Linked DNA regions of Mus musculus: all the other regions are linked to region 1. The links are chromatin contacts, called in public Hi-C maps. All regions are on one chromosome and are shown on one strand. The core of a region is the stretch at or near the end of the contact, and the rest is flanking DNA. Distances in the headings are between cores, read along the strand shown. Region 1 has its middle 17 kb from the start of Gm40538. Region 2 overlaps Nrxn3 (neurexin III). Region 3 overlaps Nrxn3 (neurexin III). Region 4 overlaps Nrxn3 (neurexin III).

Region 1 (6,175 bases), core at 1,957-4,456:
GATGGGTGTCTGCTATGGAAGTGTCTACCTTACCATGAAGAAAAGCGGGACCTGTCCTTGGAGATAGAGTTGATATTGAGATGTATCTACTTAAATAACTCATGAATCTAACCCTTTATCTTCCACTAGTTCCTTCTTGAATTTTCTAGCCACTTATTTATAATTTATCATTCTGTGAAGGGCAAATATTGTTTCTTTTGTTAAAGTGGTCTATGAATTTCTGGATCTCTTGTTCCTCTGAATCTCACTTTCCCCCTGTGAAGTCCAAAGCCCCCCCAAAAGATTACTGACAACTAGTTAAATGCTTTTTCTTCTACTAGCCTATGTTTTGCTACTCTAATTAATAAGCTTCCAGGTACTAAACCAAAGAGAGTGGGAGAAGGGTTCTTCCTTTCAGAGACCTGGAGAAGTTAAGTGTCAATATCGTTAACTTCAGGTCAATGCTGAGAAAATAGTTGAAGTACGGTTGAGACTTTAAAGCTTATGTATAAAGTACTATTGTTGCAACTTTCCCTGATGGCTATGAATGATAAAACAGATTCAAAGCAATTTACATCTGCATAGCATTGTGTTGAATGGGAAGAAAATATGGACCATGACCAGCAGATTGTGGATTCCAGCATATCTCATTGGGCAGCGCCTGACGATTTACCTACACTATTATTCTTTCCCTACTTGTTCTTAATTCCTTCATCTCTTAGGTCAGCTAAGGGTTCACAAATCCCTTGCAACTAGGGAATTACGTAGTCTAGTTGTCACTGAAGGGAGGTGTCTTTGAGAATGGCAAAATGAAACTGACTTAACTATATAGATCTTTCCATTCCTGTCTTTCTTTTAGAATGCATATGAAATATTTACAGTAAGGCATGCATCCTACTGCCATGAGTTAAAGCTTTTGGTGGTGAGTTAAATGGATTTTTTTTTTTTTTTTTTTTGCTCTGCAAGCATGGAGATCTGAGCTTGGTCTCTCAGCAGTCATATAAATAGTTAGGCATGGCTGCTGCTCTACTGGTAGAGAGGAGACACGTACATTATGAGACTTCACTGGCTAGTCAGTCTGTGAACTGACCAGTTTGGAGTTCAGTGAGAAATCCCATCCAAAGCAATAAAGTAGAGAATGGTGGAGGACTCTCACCCTCTTCTGGCTTCTGCATGTCTAGTCACAGTTTATGGACCCACATATCTTACATGCATGTACTAAATATGCACACACATACACACACACACACACACACACACACACACACACACACACACACACTACAAATGCTGAACCTAGAAGGATGAAGAACTTGGTATTCAATGATTTTCTAAAACTTATATACCCACTTTGAGATACCCTTATTTTTTTTATTTTTTATTTTTGTTATGAGAGAAAATATGTACTTTGACTATATAGTCAGGGAGTTTGTTCTGTGACGCCACTGCAATTTTCTGTGACATAAACAACTTCAGAAGATTTTGGTATTGATGAGAGCCATATCTAGTTTTGGGGAAAGCCCCCAAACTCCTAATGGGTTTGACTTTAAAGATTCAGCTCCTACTTCTCTGTAGAAGGATACACTGAATAAGTGAATTAACCATGAAGCTATAAAAGGAAAACATACAAAAGAAACAGGCTTAGTAAACAGACACTTTAGTGACTTGTTTTCTTTAACTCTCAAAGAGCTACTATCAGTAGGAAACTATTAATCTTTATCTAAACTAAAGTGCCTTGAGTAATTATTGCATGTTTATATTTTGTGTATATCTATGTGCATGAATGTGGTGTGTGTGTGTGTGTGTGTGTGTGTGTGTGTGTTTGCACCTCCATGTATGAGTACAGCATGTGGTGGCCAGAGGAGGAGGTTCTTGCTGGATGCCCTCCCTGTTTTATTCTTTGGAGACAGTGTCTCTGACTGAATGTGGAGCTAGTCTGATGGACAGCAACTTCATCCAGCCTCCTGTTTCCACCTCCAGGAACACTGGGGTTCAAAGCCTATGCAACCACACATTGCTTTTGGTTTTGTTTTTTTTTTTAATTCAGTTCTGGGATCTTAACTTAGGTCTTCAAACCTGAAGAGCATGTTCTCTTGCTCACTGAGTCATTTCTTGGTTTCCTGGAAGAAAATATCTTCCTATGATAGATAATATCTCCTTTTCTGTTGGGAAAGATCTTTTGTACAGAGGGGCTCAGCTCTAAGAAACACTTCTGGAATTGAGACAGTTGTTGATTCACACTGAGAGTCTTGTCTCTGATACACTATATACGGAAGTTACTTTGGTATATTTGCACAAAGAAATACCTTAAAGCCGTTAGGATAATAAAGGAAGCTGAGAGTAGTTCTCTCTATTAATTCACTTAAACTGCAACACCTCCTCTGGACCTAATAAAATGCCACTGAGAAATAAGATTAGGAGAAATTGGTACTTTCTGTATTCTTCAGATTTTCTTATTCCTCTATGACTGGGGCTCTTCTAGTACATGAGGATGGATAGAGTCTAAGATGGTGGGAAAGCTAAGGGAAGAGAAAGCTATTGTCTTCTCAGTTCTTTGAATGTGGCTTCTGACATTAGCATAACAGGACTTCTTGAACAGTGACATTGGCTCGGTTAGGGCATCCAGGAGAGCAATTCTCCTTCCTCCAAGAAGTTCCCATGAGGCTTTGTTGCTAGGGAACCTGTCTTGGTTTCTCCCTCTCTGTGGAAGGGACAATATACATCCATCAGCCTTGCTATCCCAAGACTGTTTGCCATCGAAGAGGCCAAAGGTTTCTTGTTTGCAATTTCATCAGAGAGTTGTTCTCATCCAGCCAAATGCATGAAGAGGATGGCAAGCATCCTGCATCCTCACTCCCAACAGGGAGCTCATGAAAAAGCCCACATTCTGGTATTGCTTTAGAGTGGGCTGAAGCAGCTGTTGAACAGCAACTCTATACAAGACTGAAGAACAAATTCCAATTCTGATGGAATCTTTCAGGGAAAATTCAGGTGGCAGAATGTCAGCATATGAGTCAGGACGGTGAGATTGTATAACACCTCGATTCTCTTACCTAAAAGGAATCTAGGATCTTTACCAGCAGTAATTCAGCAAGAAGTGAATTTTATAACATCATGATGGCAAAAGAGTCAAATCTCTGGCCAGCAGCCCCCTTGTAGGAAGCCTGGCTTTCATCAGCATCCGGCACCTCCTGCCTGTGCCCTTGGCAGGCCCCCAAGAGAGGCAAGGATGCCACTAAATCCTGCCAACTTGCAAAGCAGCCAGGAGCTCAGCAGAAGGTGTGTGCTTCCTGGCTTCTCCTGGAGTCCATCTGGATGCTCCCTCACACCTGTTTGGGAGGGATTTGGAGGCCTGGTTTACAAATGTAAACGTGGCTTAAACATTCTGGTCCATTGCTGATCGCTGACCCGCTGACCATGAACCCGTATTTTTGAGAGACTTGATGCAAAGAGATCATTTCTATGGCCTTTCTCCTCTTCCCTTGTCAACCTCAGATGGTGAAAATATGCCACTCCATATTTAAAAAATAAATAAATAAAGAAGAAGCCTGGGATGAACAGATGTAAAGGTGATTTCAATTTCTCAATAAAGGTGACACTAGGCCAAATTTGATATTACACTAAGCCCCACATAACGTTTAAAAATGAGTTTTTTCGGCCATAAAATTACTAATTGATCTGTCTTGTAAAAAGATAAAGGAAATGAATGCCTATTTGAGTTTCATTTCTGTCAGCCTCCCAACTCCTTATTTTATGTAGTGCAAAATGAATTTTAATGAAGCAGCTTCCAAATTTCAAAATATGTCATTACCCTCGGAAGTAATTGCCACGTCCGACTGCCTTTTCCTCTCTTAGTGTCTGCCTTTCCAGTATGGAAGTCAATGTTCCGTGCCATACGCTCTTCCACATGCCATTTGAGAAAAACAAATTAGGAAAAGACTGTGCCAGGAAGAAGTCATCTCTCTAGTCCTTCAACAACTATTTAGAGAACTCTGCTGTATATAAGATGCTGGGGTGAGGTGGGGCAGGGGTTTGTGCTGGTGAGTAGGTATGCATATCTTCCTGCGGATGTAGGTGTGTGTGCATTTGGATGCTTGTGTACAGAGATCAGAATGATGATGACGGTTTTCTCTATCAATCTTGACCTCAGGTTTTGAGACAGGGTCTCTGAATGATCCTGAAGCTCACCAATTCAGCTAGCTATTCTGTCCAGTGGACTCCAGGGGACACCTGTCTCTGCCCACCTTAGCATTGGCATTGCCGATGCTTGCCACTGGCCTCAAATTTTTATGAGTACCAGGGATGGAATTCAGGTCCCCCTGCTTTCATAGCAAGCCTTTTACGGACTGAACACCATCCCGATGTAGTATGTTTGGGTGCTTCCAAAGAGACTAAAATGTAAAATAGTGAAAGCCCCCTTATGCATTTTAATGTCGCACAGCAATAAAATGAGCATGCAGTTATATAACAGTCAAATGATTATTAATGCTATGAATAAAAAGAATGGATATTGTTGGATGGGAAAAGACAGAAAATAGGAACATACAGTACCAAGCAAACAGACACACACACACACACACACACACTCACTCACTCACTCACAGGAGACAGGGAGAGAGAACGAGAATGAATATGCCAATAAAATGGTAATGAAGGGGAGAGTCCAGTGGCAGTCTGAGAACAGAGCTTCTTATCTGGATGACCTCAGTCTTTACTCTTGAGATCTTGAGAACATCCTGTATTTGTGTAAGGATCATTCATATGAACCAGTATAATAAGCAACAGAGAGGAGAGAGGAGAGGGGAGAGGGGAGAGGGGAGAGGGGAGAGGGGAGAGGGGAGAGGGGAGAGGGGAGAGGAAAGGACAGAGAGGACAGAGAGGAGAGAGGAGAGAGAGGGGAGAGAGGGGAGAGAGGGGAGGAGAAAGAGAGAGGAGAGAGAGGGGACAGAGAGGAGAGAGAGAGGAGAGAGAGAGAGAGAGAGAGAGAGAGAGAGAGAGAGAGAGAGAGAGAGAGAGAGAGAGAGAAGAGATCTGTATCAGAGGATACATTTGTTCCTTTTGTCTTGACCTTCTTTTCTAGATGGCTTTATGGCTCAATCCAGATTATTACTAATAGAATATCTCGTCAAAGGTCTCTCAAAGTCACCTGGCTTTAATGAACATTTTGCCTTATTCAATCATGCCAAATAACTTTTCTTCATAGACTTTATCACCATCTAGTTTCATATTAAATATGCATTTGTTCAATGCCTTCCTTCTAAGCAGAGTAAAGCTCTGAGCAGTATAGACTGTGGACCTTGTTGCTTACAAAGCCCCAAGATCCAGCAACTAGACCTAATACATAATAACGCAAAAATCATTTGTCAAGTGAATTAATGACAGCAAAAACAATAGCATTTTAGAGTTACTCCTCATGAGATTTTTGAGATTAAGTAACCCACGAATGCCAGAGACTTCTAGTTATCTTCTAATATTATTTTCATGTTTTTTACAATAATATAATCTATTATTTTATTTGACAGAATGGCATCCCAGAACAAAGACTCTATTTCCAGAAACTGATTTTTAGTTTCAGATGTTCATGTGACTAACTTTCAGCCAAAAATGTCCAGGTCAAAGAGTTGCATGCAATTGTGGGACAAAGATTTCCAAAAGACACAGGTGGTAGGAGTCCACTCTACCTGTGTGTTCCCAGTGACTGTAGCCTGGGCATGCTGACTGGAATTCAAGACTTCAAGCATTTGCCTTGAAACTTTAGATGGCCTACCTTAAAAAGCACAAGAAAACCCCTGAGGATCACAAGCTAAGGAGAGAACGAGTCACTGAGGTGACACACTGTTAAATCATGCCAGTTTATTACCACAGGGCTACTTAAATTCACAAGAAAACATACTTCTTTATTATTCCATTTTCTGAGATGATTACAACACATTTGAAGTAAGGGAAATATATAAAGAAAAGAAGTTTACCTAGTCCATAGTTCTGGAGGTTAATGGGGTATGGTATACATATCAGCTTGACTTTGATTAAGGCCCCATAGTGGGTGACATACAGTATTCACCTAGGAAGTGGGAGAAAGTAGGGAGTGACCACACTTAGTTTCAACCGAATCCCAATCAGTTCTCCAGAGAGGGCTGTTAGCAAAAACATCACTGTGCCTTGGATAGGTAGCACCTTGAATTATATCCTACTAGAT
Region 2 (5,942 bases), core at 1,223-3,722, 720 kb before region 1:
TCGTGTCAACTATCTCTGCTGACCTACATTGATCTGTGTGAACTCACACACAAACTCAACTCCACTGCACTGACTCTCAACTGATTGCACTGAATTCAACTCTAGTCAACTGGACTGCCTGAAAAGAACTGACTCCTGAGTGTTAGCATTAAAAGCCTGTACCCTCATACCTGGACCTAAGCTCTTCTGTACCTGTAACTTGCTCTGTACCAAGCTGGCCTTGAACTCAGAGATCTACTTCCCTTTATCTTGCAGAATTAAAGCCGTGTTTGTCTTCCAGCTAGAGTGGCCATGTTGTTGCATTAAAATGCCTCTATAAGAGGGAATTCCTTGGACTCCAGGAACTAGGGAAGAAGCAGCAAGTTGCCCACGGAGGAAGAGAGGTAGCCCTGGGAATTCCACAGGAGGTTTGTCACCAGACATTTTACAAAATATGCCTATGAGTACCAGTGATTAGCCAGCAACTTCTGAGACGGAGGGAAACAAAGACAACTGAGCAATTAACCTTTAGTGATGGGTGTGAAACTCTAATTAAGAGCAGTCTCTCTTGTGTGGAGGGGTTTACTGCAGAAAAAAAAAAGCACATGAGGGAGAGGAAATAGATCAGTGAGTTAGCCAGCTAGATTTAACACGCAGCCAGATGGGTGTAAAGTGGTGAGAGCAAAGAAGGGGACTGGACCAATTATCTTTCCCTTTCCCAGGCTCCCTCCCCATCTTCTTCCACAGTGACTCTGCCCTGACTGAGAAGTGCAGAAGCCAGCAGCAGCTCTCTGGGAGGGAGCTGACTTTCAAGGCTTACACGCCCCTCTGTTGTAATTCCTTCTTTCATTTGCTGAGTATCATTGGTAATTTCCATGTAAATTTGCTCAGGGTAGCAATTTAGCAGCTTCTCTGTTGACAAATGAGGAACAGCTCAGGCATTTCATCACTTGTGCGGAGGTGGGATTGGCATTTGCAAGCCTTTGGAGGGGTGCAGAGACTGATGCTGAGAGTGGGTTTTCTCGGGAAAGCCACATTTTCTGGGTATTCTATTTAATTTTCTATATTTTTAGATAGGGAGGGGATACATGGGTCGGGGTATTTTCTAGAGAGATACTGTTTAAATGTTCTTTCGGTCATGTGCTTGATAAAAGCAATTCAAAGACAGTAAGAAAGAAGGACCCTCCTAAGTGCCTAAGACCCTCCTAAGATCCTTCAAAACTAGGTGTGTCACTTGACCAAGTGTCTCTCATAGTCCATTCTTGCAGAGAGACTTTGGAATTCTGTCTGAGATAACTAGGGAGAGTTACAGGAAAGGCAACATAACCTCATTTGCAAAACCCACTATTTTTATTTTAAGTTTGTGTGTGAGTATATGTATGTGTATGTTTGTGTGTCTTTTTGTATGTGGTAAATATGTGTACAGATATGAGTGCACAGATATGTGTTTGTGCATTGCAAATGTCCTCCTTTTTTATTGTTCTCCACCAAGTCTGTCACTGAACCTGGAGCTCATTATTTAGATGGTAAGCTCCAGGAATCTGCCTATCTCTGCCTTGCCCCTGTTAGAATTACAGGTTCATATTGCTTCTGCTGTGTGTGTGTGTGTGTGTGTGTGTGTGTGTGTGTGTGTGTGTGTATGGGAAAGATCCAATTTTAAGTACCCTTACTAGAGTGGCAAGGGATTTATCAACTGACCACATCTCTAAAATTTTCCTTGGCCATTTAACAATAATTCTTGTTTACTTTTCATCATCAAACATTCCCACTGGGAAGTTTCAGACTTAAATTTGGCATCACACCAAAGTCTTTTTTATTTAGTTCTACATCCCATAATCTAGTGTTGACTTCAAAGTAGATTAAATAGTAAAGGAGCTATTATTCTCCTGCATGAATCAAAGCCTTTAGCTTTGATCTAAGTTCACTCTGAGACAGTTCATTTACATCTCTTCTGTACCTTATCCCGAAACCGGACAGCCTCCTACACTGATATGAAGGCAGGCAGATGGAGAAGTTTTGAAAAGCTCCAATTCCAGGTTACATGGTCCTTCTTTATGACAACCAGTGATTTTTGTCCATTATGCATTCACAATAGGACTATGAATATGTCCACTAATTTACAGTTCTGTTCTAAATGACAAACAATGTTAATATGGCAGGGCTCCTACTTTTAAGGAGTCCTTAGTTTAGGGAACAGGAAAGAGCCAATGAACAAAGAAACCATGTACTGTGTCTGAACATCAGAAAGACCAAGCTCATGTTTAGAGAAGACAGTTAAACAGAGACAGGGATGGCTAGAAGATGGCAGCTCTTCACAGATCCGGGGAGGAATGTTCCTGTCAGAAAAGATTGCTGAAACAAAAGATTGCTGAGGTTGGAAAGCACTTGGTGAGTTGATGAATTGGGCACAGAGCCAGATGGCTGTCTGCAAGCGAGGTTTGTCCAGAGTGGGAAGAGGATGCTACAGTTTTAGCTGTACACACTATCTCTGGCAGAATGGGCTTTATTTTGAAGTTCAAGCTGACAGAATAAAGAACACCACATCTCCTCCGTTGTTCTCATGTCTCACTTTCTTTTCTTTTCTCTCCATTCTTCCCACCCTCCTCTCCTCCCTCCCTTCTCTTTTTTTTCTTCCTCATTTCTTTTGACTTTTGTTTGTTTGTTTGTTTGTTTGTAAGTTTTTCAAGCAGGGTTTTTCTGTGTAGCCCTGGCTATCCTAGAACTATGGTCACCAGGCTGGCCTTGAATTCAGAGATCTGCCTGCCTCTGCCTCTAAGTGCTGGGATCAAATGTGGGCACTACCACTGCCCTAAGGGATTGTATCCTTTTCACACCCTGTCTGACTTGAGCATAACTCATCAGCAAACTCAGAAACTATTTTCTTTTTCCTCGGATCCAGCGGAAGTTAGGGACTGCCTAAGCTTAGAACTTTCTTTAGATTTGTGTTAGAACAAGTTTTCTTGCTGTCATCTAGAGACCAGCTCAGTACACATTCTCTGTCCCTTTCCACATAGACTCTAGCCTGCCTGCCATCTTAACATCCTTCTCAGTCTCTTCCCTCCACAGTCTGCCTTAAAGAATTCCCATCATTGCAGAGTCTTTCTTCTCCTATAGCTAAAGCCAAAGCTGATATTTTTGTTTCTGTTTTCCTCCTTTAAATCTCATTTTATCCACTTGGAAAACATAACAGTTACTATTTTGGGAGGACTAGAATTGCTTTCAGTTTGGAGTTTTTTAATTCATTCTAAAATGCATATGCACAGATAGACAGGCAGATAGTTTGAGAGAGAGAGAGAGAGGGAGAGAGAGAGGGGTATTATGGATCAGACCAAGAACTTTATAAGAAAATCATTTCCTGGCATCATCTTGGTTCACAATATGATTTACTTTGGACTGGACAGTAAATTGGAACATAATAACCATATCTGACATCTCCCCAGAGAGACTCAAGTGCCCTAAAATAATACTATATTATTTTTCTGTTATTGTGAAAAAGCACCTTGACCTAAGTTGACCTGCATAAGCATCTATTTTGCTTATGTTTCCAGAGGGAGAGTCCATAATGCAGAGGAAGCATGGCAATGGACAGCTACGGCAGCAAGATCATAATTTCAACCACAGGCAGAAAGCAGAGAGTACCAACTAGAACTGGGGCAAAGCTATAAACTCTCAAAGCCTTCTTTGAGTGATGTGCATCCCGTAACACCTGGGAGGTGTGTCAGCTCCCTAAACAGTGCCATCCACTAGGTAACAATTACTCAAATACACAGGCTTATTGGGGATGTTCCTCACTCAAATCACCACAAATGCATCCCCCTTTTCTACTTCTTTGATGATTAGCCAAAGAGTTCTCACAGAGAACACCGGCAAGCAGATCTACTTTGTATCTCTTGTTCTCATGTGTGGTTAACCATGAGTATGGATTCTCAAGTGTCTCTCCTGGATTAATTTACAAGCTTTCTTACTGAGCCTATATTGCTGTACAATGAGAACTGCTTTCTACATTAGGCTGGGTCAGGTTCAACTTTTGAAAATAGCTAGATAATAAAAATTCGGAGTTTTCGATTATGATACTTACAAGTAACTCTCTCTTTCCCCCCTCTCCTTCCTTTGTACACTCCAATTTGTAGTATAGAAAAATGTGCCTTGTAGGTATGGGGAATGTGGTGATGGAAGACTGTGAGGAGCAGGCTTACAGGAAATGTGACTGCTACCCCCTGCCACTCATTCCTCACATTCAAACCAAAGTCACCACTTTCCACTGCCAGCTTGTGTTCACCTCCCCATCCTCCATGTGAAGTCGCCATCTGACCTGGCTATGGAGGAGATGCCACTTCTCTGCAGGAGATCTACCACAGGAGCTAAAAATAAGGGCTGCTATATTTCTGTAGACACTGCTAACCCAATTAGAGCAAAAAAAAAAAAAATTAAAGGAAATTACAGCCTCATTAACTAGAAGCAGGAAAACTCTAATAAGGCAAACTAAATCAGTTACACAAAAATCAAAATAATTTGAAACCACTTATCACTGAAATGGAAGCAGAAGCTGAATTGCAGTCTTTACACGAACCAGTAAATCATAGAAGTCCAAGATTTCCATACAACAAGAGGTAACTCAAGCCATCCTTCATGGAAATCCAAAATTAACTGGAAAGAGATTTCTAGAAATTGCCACCTTTATATATATATCCTTCTTAATGGCATTTGTTTAAAATGTGATCGGGCTCTAGAACCATTTTAAGTCTTTGACATTGACAAAAGGTATGTATTTCTTGAAATATTTTATCAGAGAGATGTGATTGATTGATTGGTGTCAGAATTTGATTTATCCTCAATTGCAGGGGCCAGGCTATTAAGTGTGTATCACTCAGCGGTAACCACCTTGCATCTCATTATCTTATAATTTGCATTATTAAAATTCCCTTCTCTGAAGAGATCCATATTCCTTTTAGATTTATCTTATTTTTAGTTGGTAAATAATTTTGTGTATATGTGGGATATGATGTCATCTCTGAATATGTGTATACATTGGAGAATTATCAGGTCATGGCTACAAAGCTGCTGTTAGAGATTCAAAATAATTTTTTTTTTGCTTTTTTTGGTTTGCACATTTGTTTGTTTGATTTGTTTCATTTCATCGCCAAGTAGAAGCAAAATGTACTTCTTTGAAGAAATTTGTCTTGGAATAACTTAGAGGAGTTTTTACCTGTCTGTAACAGACTATAACACACACACACACACACACACACACACACACATACACACACACACACATTCAAATATGGATTCAGAAACAATATTTTGTGTTGTAGTGAATACGTAGGAAACTGCACACACAGAGTACAAGATGGTTTCATAAGTCAGGTAGATATGAAAGACACTGAAATGCCCCTGTGGGGTTGCAGTTTGCTTTGGACCATGACAAAGTCATTTCTCACCACTTCTGTTATCTTACTCATAAAATACAAGAGTTCACACATTTAGACCCATGTGACAAGAATTCTGCACTGATTTGGGGAAGATGGCCAGTGAGGTAGAGACTACTTTCCCAAGGCATATTTCCAATTTGCCAGACAAAGTAACCTTTTTAAAATCATCTGACTCACACATTGCTTAACAACTGGCTTATATCACCTGGATTTTACTGTGTGTTGCTAAAGCTATCTAACCATAACCGGTTTCAAATTTTTCCTCACTTCTTGTAAAACATGATTTTTTAGTACAAGTTAGGGTTTCAAACACTTCCATATAACAGTTTTATTAATGCAAATATACATGCATGCATTTAAGAAAGAGTCTTTATCAAACAGAAGACTTAAAATTAAATGAACGATCATTCGCTGTTACTTAAACAAGAGAAAGAATTTCCATACAGCCAGGAAACATTCATGTCACTTGTATGCAGACCTGGTTGAGCCACTGTGCTAATGCTTAGAATAATGTCACCGAGATTCCTGATCTGT
Region 3 (6,705 bases), core at 1,523-4,022, 870 kb before region 1:
CAATACTATTAGTTCCTGCATCCCTTTGAAATATGTACATTATTTCATCTTTATGGGAACACAGTTTTGACCCTTGGAGTGTATAGATAATCTCCCCTGCAGTATAAGAAAATTTTGACCTTAAGCAAATATTATAGAATTCTGGACCCCCAAATTTTATGTAGCAAAGGCTTGAGGGATGTGTACTCTCATTTTAGGTTTCTCGCTTTCTACTCCTTCTTCCCTTTAACTGCAATTTCCAGTTGGCTGTAAGAATTCTCAAGACATCAGTACTACATTTTCTTGCACCGTATTCTCATAATTTTGTGAGAGCTTGTGCACACTGAAACGCAAAGCTCCGGTTCCTTACTATACCTTTTGCTCACAGTTGACCTGGGTCATCTTTGCTGTCAGTTGCTTGTATTGGGCTTAAGCTTTCAGGTGGAATGATGCTAATACAGGTCAGTTCTGTTCCATCCAGGGGATTATGTCCCATCAGGCAGCCTTGGCATTCCCCTTTGTTAAAGAACAACAGAAGGCAAGATAAAGTGTTTGATGATTGGATTAAGGGGGATGAACTTATAAATTGTGGTCATCTACCCCCTCACCCCCCGAGAAGGTAGGCATAAGGTAAAGTATGATTTGCTTCTGTGTTAATCCTATGATTTTCTGGTCCCATGGCTTAGAAAGTTGAGGATTTGTCAAGTGGCTAAAGAAGGACAACCCAAGGTTACATAGATTCGATGAGTTTGTTTAGAAGTTCAGAAAATAAACCCTACCACTTTTAGATATCTGCATAAGGAAGTATGTTTCAATATTTTGGGGTCTCAAGAAAAAAACTATTTCTCTTTAAGAAATTAAAAAATATTCCTATGAATTAATCTATTATACTCTGTCACCCAAATTAAAATAGCCATACTATTTTTTTTTAAAAATCATGACTTAATTTTAAGATAATGAGGAAGTTCAAGTATACAGAAATTAAAGAAAATCGTCTTTGCCATGGTAGTAAGTGTAAATGTTTTGTTTTATTTAATCAATTTTGCAATTTATAACATGGAAATTATATGCAACTATAAACAAATGAATATTTGAGAACCAGCTTCCATCTCCAGCCCCTCCCCATTTTTGTTTTCTTTAATGAAATCCACATTGTAAGTTAAAGTCTTTCCATTGGTGCTGGTGGTTCAGGGTGAGTGGGATGCTTATCATGGGGACTTGCTACTTACACGCATGATTAAATTCAGTTGTCAGGTTTGGACAGGAGAGATCCCCTCCTCTTCCCCAGGAAGTCTGTAGAGAAGGGCTGGGATGGAGAGGATATTCATTTTCCAGTTTATAGAAGAAGGGTCCATCCATCATGATCAAAGAAGAATATTTCATGCCGTCCACCTCTGGTGAGGGCTGCAATAAATATTCTATCCTCTCCCCAACTTTGTTTCCTGCTCTGATTAAAATTCACCTTATAAACAGATAGGATGGCTTGAGATTATGAAATCAAAACACACAAGAATTATTCAGTCTCTGTTGCTCATTTTCTCCTCTGTGAATAATTTCTGCTGACAGGTGACCAGTGAGGCCATCTGTCTCTTTATTACACAAGCCTGTGGTGGGTCCCGTCTCCTCTGCCCTGGAGTTAAATGAAGGTTTCTTTGACAAGAGAATAATATAGGCCAGCAAATGTAATGCGATTTTAGGACATTCATGATTTCTTTTTAGGAATATGAACACAAATATTTTCTTCCTATGATTGAAATGTAAGTATTTCTTAAAGATTCAGGTAGATACATATCATTAAAATAACCCAACCATTCTCAGTATTAGGAAGTCTAGAAAAACTACTAATGTTTCAGAATTTGTAGTGTCATTTTCTTTGAGTATTTCATTTATTTTGATCCATTCAAATGATTCATTGGGGGGGGGATGTCTATGTCATAATAGATTGCTTTATTGTTCAACATAGCCTCTAAATTTGATTAGGAAAATGAAATCTACGAAGTACCTCAGCTATAGATTTTGGAAAAAAATGATTTGAATGTAATGTTCACTTCTCTTTCTGTGTTAGTTCAGAGGGAAAGGATTTTGATTGTTTGTTTGTTTGTTTGTTTGTTTTAAAAGACAACTGTAAAACTAACAAACTATTCACCCACCTATTCATCACCATTTTGGTCATATCTGCACTTCACACATGTTATCCCTAGAGGAGATTATCCAGTGCCAATTGGAGGGGAACTCATCCCTAGACTGATAATGTTCTTCCGGTTATTTGTTGAAGTTTGCCAAATGACTAAAGACTTACGGAGTCCAGACAGGGAAGCCACTTTTCCCTTAGTGGAAATCTATTTTTATGATTCCTGTTCTACCATATGAATATAATCAGATAGAAATTAGAATGTACTAGCTAAGAAATGAAATAAAACTTATAAGAAACACTTTGGGAAACTTTTCTAAGACTTCAGACCACGGCAGACTAATCTATTTCCTCTTGATTCTGTTTATAGTCTTTCATTTGATTACCATTACCTCAACAGAGAGAACTGAGATGTAATCTTTGGGATAGCCGTCTCAAAAGTTACAGAGCTAGGAGACAGGGAACGGAGGTGGCAATCCAGCTTTACCTATGAGAAATGAGTTCCTTTCTCTATGATATCACCTTGTTGTATGCAAAGATACAAGGTAGGATTACAACCACATTCCCACAGAGGAATGCAATAGAATCCAGCCATAGTCTAGATGGCCAGACACTGGTCACCTAAATGCCTAGTGCTATAAGAGGATACTTGGCAAACAGGAGTATAGACAGATGGTGCCCAACCCACACATCTCTATTTATGTAGAGGCCCCCAGTGTTTGTGTTAGCAGGTTTGGATGTTAATAAAAGAAATTGTTTGTTCTTTCTTTTTATGCCTGCAATTCATTTTTAGTGTAGATTTAAAAAGAAGAATTTGTAAGATCACTAGATACCAAGAGACGTGTGAGCAAAGCCAAAAGTGTATTAGGTTTAAAAGGGAAAGCCTGTGCATACATTATAAACAAACAAACAAATAAACAAATAAATGTTTGCCATTTGTCCACTAGAGGGTACTGTGAGTCCATTGGTCAATTTAATGGATAGGATCTTTTTTTTTCTTTTTCTGCTTTTTTTTAAATTCCTCCTTTTCCCCATGTTGGTCAAGGGAAAATGGAGGGAATCAGGACTAAGAGGAGTAAACAGTGGATATTCTCAATGTGAGTTTTTTCTCAGTCATGACCCTTCTTTATAAGCAAGAAAATTAAACACATTTGGAGAGTTTCAACATGCTCTTGTCAGTGTCCTTGTTATAAACCATACTCATGTATTTTGATAAAGAGCATTGATACTCGGAATCAGGTAAGTTCCTGTTATGAGCAGATATTTCAACAGGAAGCACTGACAAAAATGCCTTTCCTCCTACAGACAGTGTGTGGGAAATAGATGGCATGAATGAGAAATGACTAAAATACCATCCAACTGAGTCTGTCATTTGAGGTTCCCAATGAAGGACGATCGCTTTTGAGATTGCTCTAGGACACATGCACAGCTCAACAAGTGCTTTCCTTTTCTTAAAGTCTGTTATCAACGAAAACAGAAAAGGCAAGGCATGACCCTGTAATTTCCTTGAATTTGTCCAAAGCACGAAGTTTCTGTCTGAATATTACTATGTACTAAACAAGATTCTGGGCAGTGGAAAGATGGAGATGAAAGATAAACTCCATCCCCCAAGAATTCTAAATCCAGGGGTATAACTCGCCAGTGGTTTGAGAGACATTATAAATAGAAATTAGAGGTAGATAAGAAGCTATTTAAATACTCAGCTATAGGATCTATTGTAGCCCCCCAATGTTTGGCATCCGAGAGCAGGGGCAGTAGGCAAGTAGATACACATCTAATATTGTACTCATCATGACCACTTGACCTCTTGCAACATTCAGTTCTCACTCTTAGCCTAGGGCTGCAGACCAAGAGATGTTAGCAACCTGGATGTCTGCTGGCTTCCACGTCTCTGTATTCCTTCTCTGGCACCTTAGAACCATTTGCCAGCTCTCCACTCTTTTGCCATATCTATAAAAGATACCAGCTCTACCTCCACTTTCCTTGCTGTTGACATGATGGCTCTCTCCCTTGATGCTGCTTCTTCAGTTACCAGTGGCTCTAGCTAGTGTGGCATGGATCACCTGCTTCTCTTAGGATGACATTCCACTGGGTGTGGCTGGGATTATTCAGGCACAAGCTTTTCCTACTGTAGGTGTCAGGATCCTAGGTACATTGAATTCCTGCACAAGATCACTAGGTGGTTTCTGGCAGCTTACATGGAAGTGGCACCACAGTGGTTACCAGTGATGGGTCTGGGGCTCTAAGGTAGCTTCCCCTCTATCTTTCAGACAAACACACCAAGGCCTCTGCCCCATTTATTTAGCACTGAAATGATGATTGCTAGTTCTTTGCCCTCAGGTCTAGAGCTGGGCAGCTGGATGCTGTTCTCAAACAAGGCTGTTCAAAGAATCCAGCACCAGGTACAGGAAACACAATGAGAGTCACTGGGACTTAATTCAATGTAGCTGGACCCCATTAGTATTTGTGTTTGTAGATGTGTCTATGCCTGGAAGCCATGAACATATGCTGGGCTGTTTGGAAACCCACCACTGAGAAACTGAAGCTGTATGGACGCTGGTGATACCAGGTAGTATGGATTCTCAGCTGACAAGCCACTAGGTAATGCACACAAGACACATGCCACACCAGGGGCCCAGAGGGAATCAAGCTGTTGACTATAATGGTGTTCATTCCACTCTCAAGGTACAGATGCTACACACAGCCCCACCCAGAAGATCCAGTTTGATTTTGAGCCTGAAGGATCAGTCTGCTGCCTTAGAGTAGGGTCCATTGCCTCATGAGCTGGGCATTCAAGCTGCTGTTGCCTTCCCAGCACTCCCTACTCTTCTCTACTACATCCTTCTTCATATTTCCAGCTTAACCTGCAATGCTTTGGTCCTCACACTGTAGCATCGGGGGAAGCAGCGAAGCAAGAGTGGCTCCCAGCTGATTCCCAGAGTGAGCCTACATAGCTTGAAATGTGGGTGTCTGGATCAGTCATGGGTATTTGGACACTCATAGTCTTGCATCGAGTGTCGTTCACAGTCATTAAGTCTTATGTTTTGGGCCAGTCGTGAGCTTCCTCCCCACCCCCTGCCCAGGGGAAGTATACCACCTCTTGCCAAGGTAGATGTAGTGCATCTATGGCTTATTATTGTAAAACATATGGTGTAAATTGCTTCAAGCACTTTTTGTGATATGCCTGCAGAAGCCAGGGCAATTAATTTTTTTTTTAATGTGGCTATCTGAAGACATTTGTGACCATGGGGGCTAGCATCAGGGTGGTGCAGCTGCCTGTGTGACTGACTGTGGTTTTGCTCAAGGAGACTCACACAGCAAGAACATCTAGAACTGCTCCATCTCTGGTGGGTTTTTTTTTTTGTGTGTGTGTGTGTGTGTTTTTTTTTTTTTGTTTGTTTGTTTTTTGCTTTTTGAAACAAGAAAATGGCAGAGAGAGAACTTAAAATATAAATAACTTAACATTACCACTACAGGTGACTTTTAACAGATTCCAGTAGTCTTAACACTGCTTTAAAAGTGTCCAATGCCTAGGGTGTGATGGGTTCCCCAGTCTGTCTTGATGGGAACAATTAAGAGATGACATTGTACAAGACAGTGTGCATGGCTGGTAGAAGGCAGTGAGAGTCAGGAAGACATTGAAGGGGCAGTAAATCAGAGTGGGGTAGCTAAGACAGTCTAGAAGAACAACTAGACTGCACAAGGAAGAAGAGATACAGGTATAACTAATGTGAGCATAGGTGTTTGGAGAATTGAGTGGTCTGGGCCATGATGATGTTCACATGGGATGGAGCTAGAAATTTGGGAAGTAGCTAGGGTCTAGAATTAGGGAGATTGAGTACAAGTTTAATATGAGCTGTTTTCTAAAATACATAGTTGAGACCTTAAAGAAAAAGCTCATACACTAGCTATATAACCCTATGCATCCATCACCATGTTCTAAAAGGTGTAATAGTGCCATAGAAAGCATCTAGACTTCAGGCTTCTGTGGCTTGTGTCACAGTTTCCTAGACTTCAGGGTGATTTTAGAGCTTGACTTTCCTTCTGAAACTTTCCAGCCTATTAAAAAATTGATTTTGCAAGAGCCAGCAAGCTCCTTGACTTAATTATTTAAGGGTTGCTTGGTATTTTCACTATTTCTTCCAGATTATGAACAGAGGGGCCTTGTAAAGGCTCTGACCAGGCTCATTTAACCTCTGCTAAGCAAGTTTCTTCGTGTGCGTGTGTGTGCTTGTGCGTGTGTGTGTGTGTGTGTGTGTGTGTGTGTGTATGTGTGTGTGAGAGAGAGAATATTTGTATGTGTGTATGTGTGTCTGTGTGTGTGTGAGTATGTGTGTGTCTGTGTGAGTGTGTCTGTGTGTGTATGTGTGAGTATGTGTGTGTATCTGTGTGAGTGTGTGTATGTGTGTATGTGTGTGTGTGAGTATGTGTGTATCTCTGTGTGTGTGTGTGTGTTAGGGAGGAATGATTTGCAGTAAGAACTCTGCTAATGGAGTTTGCAGGTTTACAGGTATAAAATTCACTGAGTAAGACTCAGAGTCAAATGTCCTCCAAGTCAGAAAGGGTTCCTGTACTCTTGGAAAGTCCATTAGTAC
Region 4 (6,277 bases), core at 1,032-3,531, 920 kb before region 1:
GAGTGGCACACCGTCCGGGTAGTGCGGAGAGGAAAAAGCCTTAAGCTAACAGTGGATGATGATGTGGCTGAGGGTAAGTGCAACTATGACAGGCTTTGCCTCTGCTTTACTGTCTTCTCTGACTTCCTCTTCTGAAACTTCTTTTTGGTTAAATAGAAGTCACAAAGCCTGCTCTTTGGACAAGAACAGGCAAGGCTAAGCATTGGCCCTTCCTCTGAATTTCACAATCTTTCTTCTTCAGCTTGTAGTAGACAGCTAGTCCCTTGTTGTAATATCATTCTCACCAGGCTCTATCTTTGATAGAGTCATGCCCAGAGAACAGGGGTAGAGCTGTATAAATCCTTCTATAATTAATAATTAAATATCCCTGATTAGTCACCCTCCATGTGTCTGTTCTTTCTACCAGCAAATGCATTACTCTTTTTAAGAAAATGGAGTGTCCAAAAATATAGAATTTCATAGGGAATATAATTAATATTGAAGAGTATGCTGTAGGAGGGGCTGGACATGTTTGACTTAATGGGCTGTTCATTTATTTAATTTTTATTCACTAAGTACCTACTGTATATCAAGCATTGTTATGGGAAGAACTGAACATATAGTGATGGCCAAATAGACAGATTCTCTGCAGAATGGAATCTGTATTTAGGAAGGCAATGTGTAAATGAATAAATTCATATGTATGTAAAAGAGTTCTGAGAGTCTCATACAAAGTGCAAGTGCTTCCTGCCAGCACACTATATGTTAGCAATATGCTCAAAGAGTGGAAGATAAAAGGTACACAAAAATTACCCATCTCCTATTATTAAACCAATAGAGTAGATTAGAAAATAGTATTTGAAAATGTTAAGATTACATCTTCAGATTCTGGTGTAGGTGGTGGGCTTATAATTGTCAGTCATATGAAAAAGCAACCAATTGTGGTTCAAAAATTAAGACTGGCAAAAGAAGGTAACCTCTCTTTCAGAATTTGATGGATAATTGTAATTAGTCAGGTGATGATCCTGAGTCTGCAGCCTAGCATCCAAGCACACATTATGCTGAAATCATATCCATATAAGGAAATAAACTCGAGGCAGCATGGGGCAATTACATGGAACTCTACTGGCATCTGAGCTGGCCTCTGATCTAGCCTTGACATTAACTCCCTGCAGGATGTTTAGGAAGCCACTTGCTATTCCTGACCCTTGTCTAATACAGGCTGCAGTCACAGCTGTCGCCCCCAGTGCCTCCTGTGAAGAGCAAGACAGTTGGACAGTCAGAATCCTAGGGTTTAATACAATCAGTGCCAGTAAATGGTTTTATGCCTTCGGGATAGATATACAAAATCTCATTTTCTTCAATTCCCCATCTTTCAATGTGAACTTCTGTTATTTTTAAGGCCCTTTCCATCATAAATGTTATGTGATAGTGAGTCCTAAACTTTAATTGATGAGTCTGATCTTTATTACCTCTGTAATTTAAGTGTAATTTTAGTGGAGTATAGTGTGTGTGTGTGTGTGTGTGTGTGTGTGTAGAGACAGAGACAGAGACACAGAGAGACAGAAATGGAGAGACAGAGACAGATCAATCTACATGGAGGAAAACACACAGCATATATCCATTTAGCATTGGATGTTGCGATAGCTGTTTTACAAGTATCAATTCATTTAATCCCCAATAATTCAATATTCTTTCAAAATAAATGTTCCTATTGTCACTTTACTGAAGAGGAATGGGATATTAGAGCTGTGTAATTAAGCTTCAAATTCACATCTGTGTGATTCCAAAGAAGGAAGCAGTTTGCTGCACTTTGCAATCCATCAAAAGAAAATGATTTCTCTTCCAGTGCAGGCAAACTATAGGGAAGTGAGGAAGGGCGAGGTGGGGAATACATTTCAGGATGTCTACCGTGGTACTTTGTCTCTTCCCTCCTAGAAAAGAAGGTATGCAGAGTCATACCAATTATCCCATATCCAATTCCACAGAGACCCAAATCAGTCTTTGGAAATAGCATCTGACCTACAGACCATCAGAGTAGCTTAATGGTATAAAATTAATGTAGAAAATGAGATGAAAGAAAAAAAAAAGATTATGTTGTTTAGAAGCCACTTTCAATCTCCATTAATTATTCAAGCTGTCCCCATGAGCTGTGAGGTCAAACAGGGGCCTGCAAATGCTATGGTGGTGAGTAGCACTAATTCTTTTGGATTTGGCTGGTTAAAATCCCAGAAAGGCACAATTTACAGCATGTTGTGAATAGAGGCCACTAGGTGGCACTCTCACCCCAATCTCGCTTAGCAGTGTGTGCCTTTCATTTTCCTGGAAAAACACAAAGAACACAAAGATTTGCAGAACTAAGGGTACAATAATCCCTTGCCTTGATCATTGTTCTTTTATAGAACCTTTGGAATAAAGGCAATTACATGCTGTGCTTTCTGTTAGTCCCAACAATTAGAACACAGGGCTAAAGCGTGGAATGTCCAAGCCATCTAGTAATTTTATTTGAAATTAATAAATCCTTTCACTTTCTGCCATACCTCCTACCTCAATGCTGGTGGCAGGCAGCAGCTACAAAGAAGAAAGGAATTTGGGAGAGGTAGAGAGTTAGTGTCTTTGTCTGGTATTTTTGTTGTTGTTGATGTTTTTTTTTTTTTCTTTTTTTTCTTTTTTTTTTCAAACAGTGAAAGCAGGTTTGGGAATTTACTTTTAATTTAGAGAATTCGTTAAACCAGGTTGTGAATCTAAAATATACATAGACCCCCAAGTTATAAATGGTGCCTTACTGGCTTACTTAGTAATCCCTTTCATGCCATCGAAGGTCCCCCAGTGTGACAAATTTCTAACTAGTCTACACAAATGACAGAGAGTAGGCCAGGCTCACATGTTACCAAAGGCCAGGAAAGAATTAGTTTCCAACCTGGTGTTTTTCACTTATTATCATATAATTATATTCTTAGAAAAGTATTAAGTTCAGTTGACAGTTAATAAGGCTTGATTGATTGACTGGGCTGGATTTCTATTATGAATAACAAATTAAAAGAATGCCTTTCTTGGTTTACACTCCTCAGAGCAGCGACCTGATGTGCTAAAACCACACACTTGGCATGGAACTTCTCGCTAGTGTAAAAACTCACCCCACTTCTGCCCAGTTGACTTCTCTCTTCTCCACCTACACTTTAATTTGTCAAAGATTCCAAGAAATCATATTATACAGGTTAATAAAAGTTGATAAAGTGAGCATAGGAAAGCTTTGGTCAAATGAAGCTCTTCATTACAAGATTCATGGGGCCCCTTTGATAAGCTAATGCACATTGCTGTTCACCAATAATTAGATATGCATCAATTGCTTTAGATTATTTTTAAGAATAAGGTATTTTATGATATGGCATGCTTTTAAAATGTGCTGAACACCTGATGGAAAATGTTTAGATCAAGTGAGGCTGGAGAATTGTGACATAAATGTGAAAATTCCCCAACTGGGCCTTTTTAAGTCCTCCTTTTCTTCATATTCTCATGTGTTTGGAAGTCATGGGCAATCTAATGCTTTCTCCTGGCATTTCCCAATATTATTATTACTAACATAATTATTATCATTACTATTATTATTTGGCTAAGCTTGGACTGTTGGCCCAGATTCACACATACACACAAAATTGGTCCTACAAATTCTGACCTTCGAGTTGACATCTCAAATATGAGCCCACTGCATGTTATCCCACTCTACCACTTATACTTGCTGAACTCAGCCTCTGCTGTATGCCATTGGACATCCAGAAGGCACTAGAATGGTCCATGTATAAGAAGACATTGCTTGCAAATTAATTGAGAAATGATTAAAATGACCAAAGAAAGGAAAACAGTGAATGCAGAATAATTTGTATTAGCCAATAATTAAGGTCCCAGACACTTTCAAGATGTCTTATGTGCTGATGCCTTTAATTCTGACAGCTTCAGACTCAATTCACAAATGGAAAATGGAGGTACACAAACATTAAGAACCTCATCCAAGGCAACCTAGTGACATGTTTACTATGTGGTATGGTCTCTTGGGAAATTACAGATCAGGCAAGAGTTCTCCTAGATTCAATTCCATCATCATTCAGAATTGTAGTATGTGGATGACTTGTCACCTGCCAGTAAACTATGGAAGTAAGTGCACTACAAAGGGTCAAGGCAACATGGTTGTTTTTTTGGGAAACAGGCCCAATCAATTACCCTGAATTAGATAGAATAGCATGTGAGAGTGTGAGATACCCAGCTACCCAGCTGTGGAGAAAAAGTAAGGACTCTAGTACATTTCCTACCTGGCACTGGCAACATCAATTTAATCTATAGCTTTTTCTGAGCAAGAATATAAAGAATGAATCAAAACTCTCTTCAGAGATATTAGAGCACACACATACAATGCGAACTGTGGGGTGTGCAATCCTGGATTCAGTTGAACAATTTACCACCTGTTGGGACTTAACCAAACTGCTTCACCTCTGAACACTAAGCACCTTTACCTCAAAGGCAACACAATGATGCCATCAAAAACTTAATGGTAGTAATGACACATGCCATAGTTGGAGTGCAGAGCACACTGAATATCATATGGAGATATGTAGTCCTCATTTCACTTTATTGCTCTTCACCAGGTTAGTTTTCTTTCCTCTGGAATTTGAGAGCATCTGCTGTGAGGTATACATACACTCATCAATAAGTGAAAAGAAGTTTGGTCTGCACATAAAAGCCAGAGGATATTATTTCATACAGAGGTCTCAGTTACTAATATGGGTTAGATGATACACAAATTTATTTTGTAATAGTTGGCTAGTTTGTTTTGTTTCAAATGTCAAACAGTGGTTTTTCATTCTTTTATCAGATGAGATATTATAGGATTTTGAGAAGAGGTAGTTGGTTTAATTTTAATCTGTGTTATGGGTGAATAATTTCTATAAGTGAATAACTGAGCCAATTACCTTCTAATTCAGACCCATATTGTTGAATCCCCTAGTCCTGCCCTAGACTTGCATGGAGCATTCCTCTAAGCCATCCTAGACTCTGTCACTCTGGGCTAAGCTCTTAAATTCCCTTGCTCATTTCTTGCCCCATTTCACCAACTTCTTGCTCTGTCTCTCTTTTGTCTTAACCAATGCCCAATATACTTTTATTCTGCTTTATAAAACTGGTTTTCCCGGTAAGCACAATTTCCTCAGTACTCAGTCCTAAAGATGGGCTTATCTAAAATTTTGCAGAAATTCTCAACTGAATTGAAAAATCACCTCTCTGTTTCTTCTGGAACTCCTTGGATCACATGGGATTGCCGTGGCCTTTTTAGTACTTTTCTCTAAGGTCTTTGTGTAGATAGGGATGTGAATTAGGGGAAGGAGTCACATTACCAACCTGCAGTTCTTCTGATTCCATGCAAGTTGGCTGTGGTCCCCTTCCCCATCACTATCTAAATGGATCCAATCACCTGCAATGAAGAGATGAAGCCAAACTGCAGTTGGGTGCTTACATCAGTCATGGCAGTCAATCACGGCACTGTATTAAAGAAAGTGAATTTTAGGTTGTGTTCATTTCACAACCCAGTACAATTGTCAATATTAAGTAATTTCATGTCCTTATTCCTTTTTCTAGGTACTCAGTTAACAAATTTATTTTACAGTTTGATTTTTTTGCTCTAACTATAATTTATGTATTTAATGAACATCATTATTTTATTTTTGCTTATATTAAAAGAATAACTTGACACTGGTTGTCAAAACACCACCAAGAAGCTCGTCAAATATAAGCCTGATTATTGTGCTCATGTTCAACTCTTTGAATCACTTCTGAGATTGCTTCTGAGGAGGTAGAATCTATGTTTAAAATACAAGGAAATGAATAAATCTTTCAGATGTGGTTGAATTTCTTGGATTCAAATTAAGTTATCCAAAAAGATACATCCCCCAATCTTCCTCTTTAACATTCAGAGTCTTGATCAATAAAGAGAGAAAGACAAATAAGATGTATAGGCAGCAAATGTCATTTTTTTAAACCAGAAATCTGTTAATAAAACAGTAGCTTATCTTGATTGAACCTTGGAATTTGACACAATTGATCATGTGAGCCCAGTTTAAAGTTAGGCTTGGCAATGTCACAAGAGCCACACTGGGTTCTTTAGTTCCAAAGCCATGAATGAGTGTGGTAAGCTAGATGTTTCCCAAGCTGCTTTAGCCCAACTAAATTAAGCCACTTTTTCATTAAATGTTATTGAACACACACACACATACACACACAAAAACACATGACTTCATATATGCATATATTT

The links. Hi-C and Micro-C count contacts between places; a contact is called where the count stands out from the background.
Region 2: a Hi-C map of cerebellar granule neurons shows a contact between it and region 1, with 2.7 times the contacts expected there. The contact joins two enhancer-like sites. A contact is called at or near these places in 3 of 484 Hi-C or Micro-C datasets (brain, cerebellar granule neurons and cerebellum).
Region 3: a contact with region 1 is called in a Hi-C map of cerebellum, with 2.9 times the contacts expected there. The contact joins two enhancer-like sites. A contact is called at or near these places in 4 of 484 Hi-C or Micro-C datasets (brain, cerebellar granule neurons and cerebellum).
Region 4: a contact with region 1 is called in a Hi-C map of cerebellum, with 2.0 times the contacts expected there. The contact joins two enhancer-like sites. A contact is called at or near these places in 3 of 484 Hi-C or Micro-C datasets (cerebellar granule neurons and cerebellum).

Annotation. Positions count from the first base shown.
Region 1 is chr12:90,422,620-90,428,794 of GRCm38.p6, forward strand. No RefSeq gene overlaps it. Among named protein-coding and RNA genes, the nearest start is that of Gm40538, 17 kb to the left of the region's middle. Within about 2 kb of position 3,207, at least 13 of the 459 cell types and tissues checked have an H3K27ac peak or open chromatin away from gene starts, as enhancers often do. A contact at or near this core is called in cerebellar granule neurons and cerebellum, where this site is marked.
Region 2 is chr12:89,698,864-89,704,805 of GRCm38.p6, forward strand. All of the region lies in intron 14 of Nrxn3 (neurexin III), which reads left to right. Among named protein-coding and RNA genes, the nearest start is that of Gm40538, 710 kb to the right of the region's middle. Within about 2 kb of position 2,473, at least 2 of the 459 cell types and tissues checked have an H3K27ac peak or open chromatin away from gene starts, as enhancers often do. A contact at or near this core is called in cerebellar granule neurons, where this site is marked.
Region 3 is chr12:89,552,174-89,558,878 of GRCm38.p6, forward strand. The region is part of intron 14 of Nrxn3 (neurexin III); the gene reads left to right. Among named protein-coding and RNA genes, the nearest start is that of Gm40537, 580 kb to the left of the region's middle. Within about 2 kb of position 2,773, at least 4 of the 459 cell types and tissues checked have an H3K27ac peak or open chromatin away from gene starts, as enhancers often do. A contact at or near this core is called in cerebellar granule neurons and cerebellum, where this site is marked.
Region 4 is chr12:89,503,065-89,509,341 of GRCm38.p6, forward strand. Nrxn3 (neurexin III) reads left to right here. Exons shown (of 20, transcript NM_001198587.3): 10 at 1-73. Among named protein-coding and RNA genes, the nearest start is that of Gm40537, 530 kb to the left of the region's middle. Within about 2 kb of position 2,282, at least 9 of the 459 cell types and tissues checked have an H3K27ac peak or open chromatin away from gene starts, as enhancers often do. A contact at or near this core is called in cerebellar granule neurons and cerebellum, where this site is marked.